Linked DNA regions of Ostrinia nubilalis: region 1 is linked to region 2. Evidence: chromatin contacts called from public Hi-C data. All regions are on one chromosome and are shown on one strand. Each heading gives the region's core, a stretch centred on a gene start, on an enhancer-like site or on the middle of the called end of the contact. The rest is flanking DNA. Distances are from core to core; before and after follow the strand shown. Region 1 holds the start of LOC135076236 (protein TAPT1 homolog). Region 2 holds the start of LOC135076203 (nuclear receptor-binding factor 2).

Region 1 (6,393 bases), core at 3,310-5,809, 240 kb before region 2:
GGATAGTTATGGCCCGACCAAAGACGAACATGATAGAAGTTATTAATACGAACTGCTTTCCAGACAAGCTGTTGGAATATAATTATTTACATAGTATATCCTGACTTACCGGCAATAAGCAGAAGCGCGGCGTCCATAACCGCGGCTCCGTTAAGCATGGTGGCCATAAGGATGTCGTGCCCAGGGCAGTCCACGAAGCTCACATGGCGCACCAACTGGAAGCGCCCGGTACAAGCGGTGCGGAGACAGGGGAAGCTGTCATCCTTCGACGAACCGCCCGAGATGAAGCTCGTGGGCCGCGGGCACTTCGGGTTGTCGCATTTGTAGATCTTTGCGTTCGCGTAACCTGGACATCGACTTGTGAGATCAGTGAAGACAGCGGGTATTTTATTAATAATTAAATTTTATTTTTATTCCCGTAAAAAATTAGGACAACAGGAATAAACTGAATATGCTGCACATGAAGCTTAGAGATCTTATGTTTTGTTCACAAAGATATCAGTATTTTGAATCGTTTAACACTGGAATCTTAACTATGTAAATTAGGCATGATTTTGCAACTACAATGTGTAGTCTGATGTGCTTTCTACTGTAGGTAGGTACTTACATAAAAGTGACATATTTTAAGTTATGTATTGTCATATCATAAACATCCAAGATTATTGTCGTGTTGTTGTGAAATTTCATTTCTTTTTGCAGGGAATAAAAGAGGTACTGTATGAGTAAACACAAGAACTGTGTGCATCTGAACCATTTTATTCTTAATAATAAACTTAGACTATAATATACCTAACTACTTACAACTGCATAGTTCGTCAACTTCAATACAACATTTATCAAAACTAGTAAAAATCTTAACACAAATATATCAATACTTTTTCAAGGCCACCAATTGGAAGGATAAGTTTTAAATGTCGACATAATTATCAAAAATACTATAAGTTAATGTTCTTCTACCAAGTTCAGCACCTTTTTAAATTTCAATATAAAATTATGTGTTACAACTACAATATTTGGATTACCTATGAATATTTTGCATGCTCATATAAAATCTATTTAAGGTTATTGTGATTATTTAAGTTTAAAGAAAGGAAGGATATTATATTACAAAAAGAATGACAGACAGATTTCTTGGTTGCATATTACATTGAATACTGTAATAAATTGTTTGAGTATTTTATTAAAATATTTCATTGAGTTAATCATCAACATAATTTATAGTGAAACCCATAGGCGACATAAAACATCAGAATACTAATGAAATCAGACCACAAAATATCAAAACAGTTTATAAAAAGAGATTCATATGGAATTTGTAAATCATGAGGAATATTAAAAATTCCATTACTTTAACAGTGCAATTAAACGTCATAAAAGTATTTTTCAGTCTATCCTAAACAGTAAAGAATAACAGTATTTAAAATACATTCATACATACAGTACTCTTTGTATATTAAAACTAAGAAAGTATTTAGCTTTGCTGTATTTATTTCTAATGTATCAAAACAAATATTTTCTGCAATTGATTGCTCCACACTTGCATTCAGTACGATTTCTAAGATTAGCCATATTTTCTTGTTGCATTTCAAATCTTGATTTAATGGGTGAAGCTGGAGAGTTGGGTGTCCCTGCTTCCGAGCCATTAGGAATACTGACACTATCACAGTCGGAACTTGTAGCATTATTCTCTGTTTTTGTTGTGGTACTACTTGTGTCATCACTATCTGATGATTTTTGTAAATAATCAAAACAAATTTCTTCCCCTATTTCAATGTCGCGTGTCGCAAACAAAGCTATCATCGGCAGATTAGGGTCCAGACAGTCTGCCCAGACGGCCCACACTCCCAGATTTGGATCACAGGAGTGATTTATAAAGTGAGATACACTTCCCAAATGTCCAGCATCAACCGTATACGGATTCTCGACAGAATTAAAATCTAAATCAAACAGATATGTTAGTCCTTTTGCATCATACTCTCTTCCCCGTTTCTCAGCTTCTTCAAAAGTAATAATTTCCCCAACATATTGACAAACAAACTGTCCCTGTCTGATTTTCTGCTCGCTTTTTACACCCCAACCACAGCCATTAGCTGTTCTAAAAATGCAAAGTTTCACATTACGGCCGCTTTGTACAACACGATTGCTACATTCAGAGGAACATTTACAAGTTTTGTTACATTCATAAATTGGAGTACCAGATGCCACCCGCAGTCTTTTATTAACGGTGTAAGCAAATAAGCCGCCCTGCATACCACAGCAGGACTTAGAACGACAGTTGCAAGATGTACAATCACATCCAATAGGTGGATCGTCTGGTACCGTTACTCCTACACCAGGAATACAATCATTTATATAAGTGAAATTTGTTGGTGGACCAGCCAGGTCAACATCATTAATGACTGTTAATTTCATTTTAGATTTATCAACTTGGTTCACATGGTCCTCCCAATCTTTCAAAGCCATTAATTGACGACTACGTCTTCTGGCTAATACATACAATTGTAAAACATCACGAGCTTCTTGGACAAGTTCTGGGCCATAATGCTCATTTTCTTCAGTGAGTATAACCATTGACAGTAACTTAATCAAGAGTTTTTCTTTCAATTTGCACACATCTATATCTTCAAGCTCATGCAATCTTTTTGCAAGGTTATCATCACTTAAAAGGTCACCAAATGCAATTTCTTCTTTGAGTTTTTCAAATTGTTCACAATACTCAAATTCTTTGTTCACTAAAAATGTTTGTAATAATGATGGGCAGTTATCAAGATGTTCCAGAGGTTCCCATGTGTTGGCACTATTAGACCAACCTTTCCATTTTATGTAAAAGAACGGCTTTCCCTCATAAAATTTAAAATCTAGAATTTTTTCTATGATATATTCTTCGGTTTCTCTCTTTTTGTTTTTCTTTTGTTTCTTTGCAGCTGGAGCTTCCACCTCTTCATCAGGATCAAGAGAAAAATTTCTTTTGCGTGATTTTCTGTATTTTTCCAAGAACATGTTTTCATCTCTCTCTTCTGCCATTTCTTGATACATTCTTACTACTGAGTCCGACACGCGCTCTGCAACATACCATGTGTATTTGAGTTAAGACAAGTTCATTAAAATATTTTTGATTGACAATAAAAGATATTCAGAAAATATAATTTTGACATTTACTTTTTTCACATGGTACATTACAAAGCAGCTGTGTTACAGTAATTTATTTAGATCAATCAATATTTTATCCATTCTATGTTTATTGGCAAGAATAAACATTTAATTATAGCTACTTTGTCCAATTAAATTTATATTAGGTTGTATTTATTTTAAATTAATACAGAGTAAAAATATTCAATACATTTATTAAACAGTTGTCAGAATATTTAAGCAGAATTGGCTAGAGGTTAGCTTATTTGAAACTGACTTTGCACAGCAATATTTATTTATTTACTGGTATTAACTAATAAAGGTATGAATGTATAATTATGGGATCAGGAAAGCAAGCAATGCTCAACAATATTTTTTTTAGTAAGGCATATAAAAAAATATTTTATTATATTAGTATGTCCTCTTATGGTCTGCTTGCAGAATGCAGATACAATTAGATTTATTTTTATTCAGATAGGTATATCACTATGTTTGGCTTCTGACACAAAAGAATGTTTGCACTTATATTATGGGAATTAGATATATTGTTATGTAGTTCTAGGTATTTTAAAATTATACAATATTATTTGTCATAAAACTAATTATATTTCTCAAATTATTCTGTAATTTACATAAACACTCACCTAACTTGATAGTAATATTCCTTTCCAGCTCGTTCTTAAACCTGACAGTTTGTACTCCTGAAATTGCCTTCACAACTGTCGATTTTCCATGAGCTACATGGCCAATGGTTCCAATGTTAATAGTTGCCTGCCTTGATATCACTTCGGGTGATAAAGCCGACAATTTTGTGACATCCTAAAATATAAACAATAGTTAGGCTTAAACAATAAGAGGACTGTAATTATTGTGCAACCATACTAATTTGGTATGTGAAGAGTGCAAGATTCTTTGGGAGGTTATGACTACATAAAAGTTAAATTCTATGAAGTAAAAATACAAATAAAACTATTGTTATAAGTACTGTAGTATGAAATTTACTCAATTCATTCAGAATAATCGTGGTGGTAAATAAATTCACCATACTTACCAATTTGGTTAGATCTTGCTGATGCAAGTTTGACTGAGCACTTCGACCCTCACTTGAAGCCATGATTGTAAATGTTTTGCAAGAATGATTGTATTATTTAGTTGTTATTTAATTAGTATTTTCGTAAAACAACACTGCTTCTTGCACAAAGCCTGGTATTTTTTAGCAAACGTATGTAATAATTCTAGGGGCATGAGAGCGTGCCGCGTTTTAAAACTAGTGATGTAAAAGTTGTCAAAAAGTATAATCTTAGAATCGACTATTTACCGGTTTTCTGATTATATCACGCATCATACAATATTTGACAAATAGATTGAAACCCAAAGCCGTGTACTTATTAAAAAAAAAGATGTCACATTTAGCTGCTGTCAAAATTTGTTTGTCAATTTTGTTGCAATCGGCAGCATCGGGGAAATCTTTTTTAAAATTTGCCCTTTCTAATAATTATCTCAAGCTCAAGCGTGGTATTGAAAGTTCATGTGCTTTATTAAATAGTTGACTGCTCATTGGTTTATATAATGAAGAATGAAGATCTACAAGATCAAACTAAAAGGTTGCGGTTCAAGCCTGTAACCAATGTTCAGCACTTTTCCGAGTCAAACTTTGATTCAAAAAGCAAAGAAATGAAGAGCAAGGGTAAGGTCTTCTTTTTTTGTGGGCTCGGTTACCTATTTAATAAAGTATAAACTAAATTTGAATTCTGAATTACAGAGGGGGAAAAATCTGCATCGCTTTTCGCCTTTTTACATGTGGAGCTCACTCGCGGCTACCTATTAGAACACGATGAGGAGAGGTTTTCGGCTAGACGAGAGAAAGTCTATTCTTTTATAAAAATCCCACAGGAATTAGAAAAGTTCATGGCATATGGTTTCTTTCAATGTGCTGACTCTTTATTATTTGTTTACACTTTTCTGCCACTAAGATTTATGATGGCATTTTGGTCATTTTTTAACAGATTATTTAGAAAATGCTTTGGGTAAGTTTTTGATTGGACAATCATTCTGTTTTGTAACTCATTACTGTCTTGACTTCTGTAATACATATTGTTGGAATTAATTGCTACAAGAATTATTTCTATAATATTTTTTAGGTTTTATTCTAACCCACGGAAAAACATATTAAAGCCAGCAGAGACATGTGACGCCTTGAAAGGTTTTATACTACTAGTGTGCAGTATTCTCATGTGCTATATTGATACCAATATGATGTATCATTTAGTCAAAAGTCAGAGTGTGATGAAGCTCTATATTTTCTATAACATGCTGGAGGTTGGAGACAGACTGTTTTCTGCTTTTGGTCAGGATACCATTGATGCTCTCTTTTGGACAGCGACAGAACCTCGAGACAGAAGAAGGGAGCACTTGGGCTTAATACCCCATTTGTTGTTTGCAATGACTTATGTCTGTATCCTTTTAAAATATTGAATTAAGGGTATTTTAGAATAAAGTACGTGTCAATTTGAATAAACTTATCAATTTACTCAAAATAAACCAATCTAGTCTTAAATTAAACACAATATTTCTGAAAGTTTTTACATCATATTAAATCATTAATAATCATTGTATAAATAAATAATTTTCTTAATATTAATCAGTTCTTCACAGCTTACTGGTGTTGTTTCAAGCAACAACATTGAATGTGGCATTTAATTCAAATAATAAGAGTCTGTTGATTATCATGATGTCTAACAATGTAAGTAAAACTTTTTACATAATAGCTTCTTAATTATTTTCATAATGAGATAGATATAGGATAAATAAAAACCTTAATTATTTACAGTTTGTTGAATTGAAAGGCAGTGTATTCAAGAAGTTTGACAAGAACAACTTATTCCAAGTATCGTGCAGTGATGTAAGGGAACGGCTGCATTTGTCGGTCTTGCTCTTCATAGTGGTGCTGCAGACTATGAAGGAGTACATGTGGCGGGAAGAACGGTTCTGGATCCTAGCCCCAGACTGTGTGCTTGTTCTAGCTTTTGAAGTCATCATAGACTGGGTGAAACATGCTTTTATTACAAGGTACATTACACACTTTAACTTATATTTTTTAACTATGTACGTTTTTCAGACTTGTAATAAAAGTGATGATAACATTTTTCAAGGTGAGACATTAATATTGTGTGGTTTTCAACGTGTTAACCACAGTAATAAAATTGTTTTTATGTGTTTTGCATTAACTACCATGCATTAACTTATTAGATTTTTAAAATGTTA
Region 2 (6,417 bases), core at 1,305-3,804:
TTGCCTAATGTTAGTTAAACATTGCCAGTTAACAATGGTATGACGCATTAGTTTCAAACAAACTGTTCGTAAACGAAAGCAGAAACAGAGGTACAAGTGTAGTTTGTATGTTTGGCCATTACATAACCAGTCTGCCAATTTTTATAGAGTCGATAGAATGAATGATCTATTAAAGCTTAATGGTCTAAAATTAATAGGTAAATGGGACTTGGTAATCTCTCTTTTTCACCACTGCAACTCCTGTATAGCCAGGAGCGGAGAAGAGAAATGGAATTACATAATTAAATCTGATAGTTTATTTAAAACCATATTCAAAACACTTCTCCGCTCCGCTCCGCCTTGGTGGAAACTGGGCCTAAGACTTATATACCAAAATGCAATGCACTTTATGCACTAAACCATCTGATTGGTATCTTTTTTCGAATAAGTGTGCATTTACCTTTAAAAAAATTTCAGCAAACTGAATCTGTGATATTATAAGGTGTGACTGATTATGAAGTTTTACGTCACTAATCTAAATGACAATTTCATGGTTTGTTTGCGATTCCCTTAAAGTTCCAAAATACTGGACTGTCCTGTCGATGACATTGACAGTGGGGCGCCACCGTCAATACCGGATCGCTGGTTCAGATTTTTGCCATGTTGGAAACCATATAGTTGAACGATGGTAGCGCCCCCCTGTCATTGAGTTTGGTGGGACAGTTCAGCGTGGGTCATCTATACATATGAGATCATTCTGAACAACATCCTAATTTCTAATATCCACAGAAACCTTCCTACAGGAAAAAATAACCTTGTTTAAATTTGAAATGCAAAGCAGAAGTCGTGCTGAACTTAAATTAGGTATACCACAACTGAGTGCAGAAGACATGATGTTAGAAATCAACGAGAGAATAAGGTGTGCTCGACTGTGGTGCCAAAAATATTGGCAAATGCTGTGTGACCCGGACCTGCATTGTCAAGCCAAGTTCCAACTCTACAAGTTTTTTGTCAGACCTATCCTTACATACGGATGTGAAGTGTGGGCTCTAGATGACCGATCGTCGAAGAAGTTGCTTCGCTTTGAATGTGCTACTCTTTTAGAAATATACAAGTCAAAGTACCCACACAGACACCCTAAAAGGTTGCGACCCAATATGAGAGCCGTTTATAAAAGGTACAGGGATACGGATATTGTGGACCATGTTCGTCATGAGAGACTATCTTGGAAGAGCTTGCTAAGAATAGAAGAACGAGCGCTGGGAAGGCGTTCTAAGAAATGTCGTAAGCGTGTCCACTGGTGGGATAAACCACCACCTACATCAAATACCGCACGCGACGAGTCTATTGCAAGCAGAACTAAAAATCATTCTTTGACAATACGAGAATCAAGTGACGAGTTAAGCTTCACAGTTCAGAATACTCGTGAAGCGCCTAGTTGAACTAAATATTGAAATAAGTATTTGGCTAAGGTTAAACCTAATCCACCACACCCCAATAGTTCAATTGTGAACATAAGTAATCGCTGTGTGATGTCGTGGAGTTAGAATAATTAAGATTAAATAAAAGATCAATAAAATGATACCATTGCAGTTTCAAGGCTTTTTATTTTGGGCTTTAATCGCTAACCGGTGGCTTCTACGGACGGTATCGATTGTTGTTTCACTTCCTGGATTATCAGCTTTAATCAGTCTTCGACTTTTAGATGTGTTGCACAAACTTGCCTTTGAAAAGTATGAAGATGGATCATCAGCATCGAAAATCGTATGAAACTTTCGCCGGATACTCGTTATTCCAGAACCAGTGGTCCTCCGCCATCGGATATCTTGTAGCTTCATGTAGCTTACTACATCAATATCCGTATATTTTCGATAGAGATTTTTCTCGTTAGAATTACCAAATATCTGTCGAAGAGCCTTAATTTCAAGAACCTTGAGCTGCGAAGGTTGTTCTTCAAACCAACCGTACATTAGAATCGGACGTAAAAATATTTTATAAGCCAAAATTTTTTTAGCAATTGACATCTCAGTAGATTTGAGTATTTCTTGACTTTTCTTGTACCAGGCGCGAGAAAATCTTTGCTTAGACATGTCCAAAAAATACTTTGGAATTAATTATTTTCTTCAAATTATTTCAGTGAATAGCGTAATCAAGCGTAAACACTTTTTTTTTTCGAAAAAAAAAATATAATTAATTGTCCATGCCATGACAAGATAATTATTTAAAAAGGTTGCAATATGTTACAAGAAGAATTTATTTAGTTGTATTCAAAGTTTCATACATCGCTGTCATAGAGGTCGCCCATCATCGGAAAATTTAAAATAACTTTGAGAAATGGTCTAATGTCTTAAAATTAAAAATTTACCAGACGAGCTTAAAATATAGTGGATAAGCCATATTATAAGGATTTTATAACGCAAAAGATCAATTAAAATTGTTCATTTATCGTATCGTATACTAGACGTGTGACTTACATGGTACGATAATAATACGATTATTATGATCGCGGGGTCAACTCTAGCATAAAAAAGTTGACTGACATTGACAGCTATGACGGCTATATAAAAAATAATATAATTTTTCTTCTCTTTCTTGCGCAAAACAATCACAGCTGATTTCAACAAAACATTCGTTTTCATAGAAGAAATTTTAATTGTTTGCAGTATTTTCAATGGAATCCCATCCTTTAAATCTGGTAAATGTGTTAACATTTTGCGTCTTCTTTGAAGGAAGTCCTATGTTCTCGTTTATAATTTGACGTGGTTTTCAGGCACACCAACAACATCGTCGTGCTGAAGCCCACATAATAAATTACAGATACGATGAAGCTATGCAGTGTCACCATAATGCGGCTGAATTGCTTTTGGATGCCATGAAGTCTACCACTTCTTCGGGAGCTTTAGAATCCATCACACTTCAACACAGCTACCATCTGAAACAAAAGGATCTAATCAAGAGTAAAAAAGAACAATATGCTAGAGTCAAGAAAGCCTTAGAAAACATTAAAAATTTAGGTAAAGATCCTTTCTACAATTTACAAGCTAATGATAATGCTAAAGTGCAAGTAGCAATATACAGGACTATAAATGAAACAGATTCACTGTTGCAAATGCTGTCAACAAAGAAAGCAAATGAACCAGTAGCAAAAGACACGGCCATTAAAGATGTTGTAGATGGAAGAAAGAAAGAAAAAACTCCACAAACAGTTGTGGAAGAATTACAGACATTGAGCCAAAATCTGCATTCTCTTGTGGAACAACTGGTATTGCAAGTAGAAGTGCTGAAAGATGAAAATACAACTTTGAAAGAAAAGGTGAATTATTTAGAAAAAGAAAGAACTAGATACTTAAATTTGCCTTCATCATATGAAATAAGCCATAGAAACAGTGTAAACACAACGGGAGATGGTTATAGTGTAGATTTAGCCCAGAAGTTACCTGTTATTACTGAAATGAGTAAACCAATTAGCAACAGGCCTACCCAATAGCCTCATTTTGATCTGAATGCACTAAGAAATGACTAATTATAATTTCAATTGTGTACAATGACTGTGTACAATCCTGTTATAGCAACAATAGAAGAATTTTAATAGACATTGTATATTTTTTGCATCTCTAGTTTGTTTTTATATCACTCGTCTGTCAGTTTTGATGTGCTATAAGTGCTGGTTTATTATTGATTTCCCATGATGTATATTTTAATATTAATGTAAATAAAATATGATTTCATAGCAAGATCCTTATTTATGCAATCTTAATAATATAAATGTTTTAATTATGTATGTGTGACAAATGCAAACGTTGTAAAGCCTAAATAAATGATGTAAATGATTTCTATTCTATTCTAAAAATGAATAGTTCACATACAGACATGAGGAATTTTCATTAATTAATTTTATTATTTTTTGATGAAAGGAATGCTGTAGAAAATAACAAACAGACTGATTTATTTATAGATATGTATTGCATATTGGTCTTACACAAAAATAAAATCTTACTCTTGTTTTACATGTAAAAATAAACTTCCCAGTTCATCACTAGGAATAACTATTCTTACACCTAGAAGAATTCTATACATTAACGAACAAGAACTAATAACACTTGTAATATTTTTGGTAACATAGAATATCATATTATTACATCAAATCAGATGCTACCAGTACTATTAATTATTATTATTGTTAGAACATTAATGTACATACACAATTTAGTCATCGTCCATTTATTGAAAAACTCAGATCTTTTGATTGTGTAATCTAAAAGCTCATTTTTATTAAAGATTAATGAAATGAAACATAAGTCTTATAACACAATTCACACTCAAATAAACTCAAGACCTACAATTAAAACCTATCACAATAATGGAGGAAATGTCTAAATTATTCCAACTGTGGAAAATATTTTAAGATTCAATTTTATTCATCCCCCATAATGATGGGTTTTCAGGTTATTATACTATTAACATTATAAAAAAGGAAAATAAAAGCTAAAATAGAAATGTAATACATAAATAGCACCTCATTATTATAGCTTTACTTCTGTTTGATAAAATCTCAAGTAGATCTATAATAACATTAGGAAGTTGAATTCAATCAAAACTTGTCTTATGGTGAAGGATAAATAGACAGTACATACCTCCCTACCAAATAAAAGTACTTATTTTTGTTGTTAAACACTGTTGTTGTTCAACTACTTTCAGGTTATTTGGTTATTAATATTATTCTAAATTTTACCTTTTGGAAAGTTTATTATTCTTTCTATATTGCCTACACACTTTATTATATTTCATACACATATTGATAAAATGCAGTAAGTATATTTTACTATTAAGTTATATTGGGAAATGAACGATGAACTTCCGTCTTTCTATCTGTTGGAATTAAAATAATTACGCTATAACATTAAATTTTGAACATTTTGGAGAAGGCATAGTTTTATATAAATAAGTATAAACTACCTACAGAAATAAATCTTAATCTAGGGTGCAAATTACAGTCTTGATGGGTCCAATTATTTGAAGTAGAATAACATTCTATACTTGAAGTCTTAATGTGATGCTTTAATCATTTATTTAGGCATTATCACTCTACATTATTTACAACATTACCTAAGGGTAATTATGTTTACCTTTAGGTACTCCTGTACATATTCAAGGGTTGATTTTCTGACCCAAATTCTATTTCAAATAATGAATCCAATCTAGACAATTATATTAGTCGAAACAAATTTTATAGTAAATGTTTAAGCATCATGAGAAACACGATACGATTAGGCACTAAAATGGCAAATCACAAAGTGAACAGTTGTCATTAATGTAATCATCTCACAACCACAATATACATAGAACAAATTATTTCGATTTTATCAAGACTCACAATTTTCTACTGTTAGGTTTCTTTTAACAAGTATATTTGGCTATTTCGTATTATGTTAACTACTATATTATTATGTTAGCTAACTTTTAGTTAGTGGCTAATTTCCAGTTTACAGTCAATGCATGACGAAACTAGCCCAAGGGTTTAACTACATACATAAAATATCAATACCATGCACCACCCAGTTATTTTGCCTGGTCAAACATACCTCAGCGACAAAGAATGATTTATAGCAAGATATTTTTAAGTGGGCAGAAGACACTTAGGATTAGTGTTAATTTAGTGAAAATGATTTAAGAGAACAAATAACAATCTCAACCATGTTAGCCTACAACATTACAATCCCCATGGCTACCATCACAAGCCTTAAAATAAAATAAAAATTAAGAAAATGATAAGGAGATCGTTAAATATAGAAAGTATGATTTCAAAATGTTGAGAGTGAGTAGAAAAAGTTTCATGGTGTATATGGGGGTGGTGGTGGTAACACAGATAGATCATCAAAAGGGAAGTATTGTTGTGTCCCTAAAGTAGGTGGGGCGTAGTTTGTATGAATTGTAGGTATATAATCTGCGTTGGGGGTGTAAGGGGGAAGAGTCGGGACTGCAGGGGTGGGGCCAACGGTGTGGGCATCTAAACCGTCCCAGTCTTCCATAAGATTTCGTGTTAGGACATCTTCATCGTTTGACAACGGAGCACCCCACAGATTTGCAGCCGATGCTAACAGAGCTAATGTTCCTGAAAAAATTATATTTTATGTTAATAATATTGGAAGGAAAGGGAATATACTTAATATAGTTATAATCATAAGAAATTTTTATTTGTTTAAATATTACTATTCAATAAAAGTGCTTTTTTCCTGCGATGTGGATTTCGGAACGCGTCGCATTTGGTCCGTATGTGGACCCGCATTTCATTGTTTCATACATTCATACATATATTTCCTATTCGCAATGTGCGTGCGTATAAGGGAAAACATACAAAAATTCGCATCACAGGAAAAAGGCGTATAAAAAGGTATTTTACTGACCTGCTCCAGTTATAGTATAAAAGCCATATTCATA

Evidence for each region. Hi-C and Micro-C count contacts between places; a contact is called where the count stands out from the background.
Region 1: a Hi-C map of whole larva shows a contact between it and region 2, with 2.6 times the contacts expected there. The contact joins the promoter of LOC135076236 here to the promoter of LOC135076203 in region 2. A contact is called at or near these places in 4 of 5 Hi-C or Micro-C datasets (whole body and whole larva).

Annotation. Positions count from the first base shown.
Region 1 is chr11:9,111,867-9,118,259 of ilOstNubi1.1, reverse strand. It overlaps LOC135076236 (protein TAPT1 homolog), which reads left to right and starts at 4,559. Exons shown (of 10, transcript XM_063970718.1): 1 at 4,559-4,816; 2 at 4,892-5,156; 3 at 5,271-5,584; 4 at 5,775-5,872; 5 at 5,960-6,198. The coding sequence starts at 4,699. LOC135076217 (eukaryotic translation initiation factor 2 subunit 3-like) reads right to left here and starts at 4,406. Exons shown (of 9, transcript XM_063970700.1): 1 at 4,181-4,406; 2 at 3,774-3,948; 3 at 110-346. The coding sequence starts at 4,243.
Region 2 is chr11:8,871,629-8,878,045 of ilOstNubi1.1, reverse strand. LOC135076203 (nuclear receptor-binding factor 2) reads left to right here and starts at 2,554. Exons shown (of 2, transcript XM_063970680.1): 1 at 2,554-2,674; 2 at 2,750-3,715. The coding sequence starts at 2,651. The coding sequence ends at 3,466. It overlaps LOC135076202 (transmembrane protein 127-like), which reads right to left. Exons shown (of 4, transcript XM_063970679.1): 3 at 6,384-6,417; 4 at 3,924-6,091. The coding sequence ends at 5,811.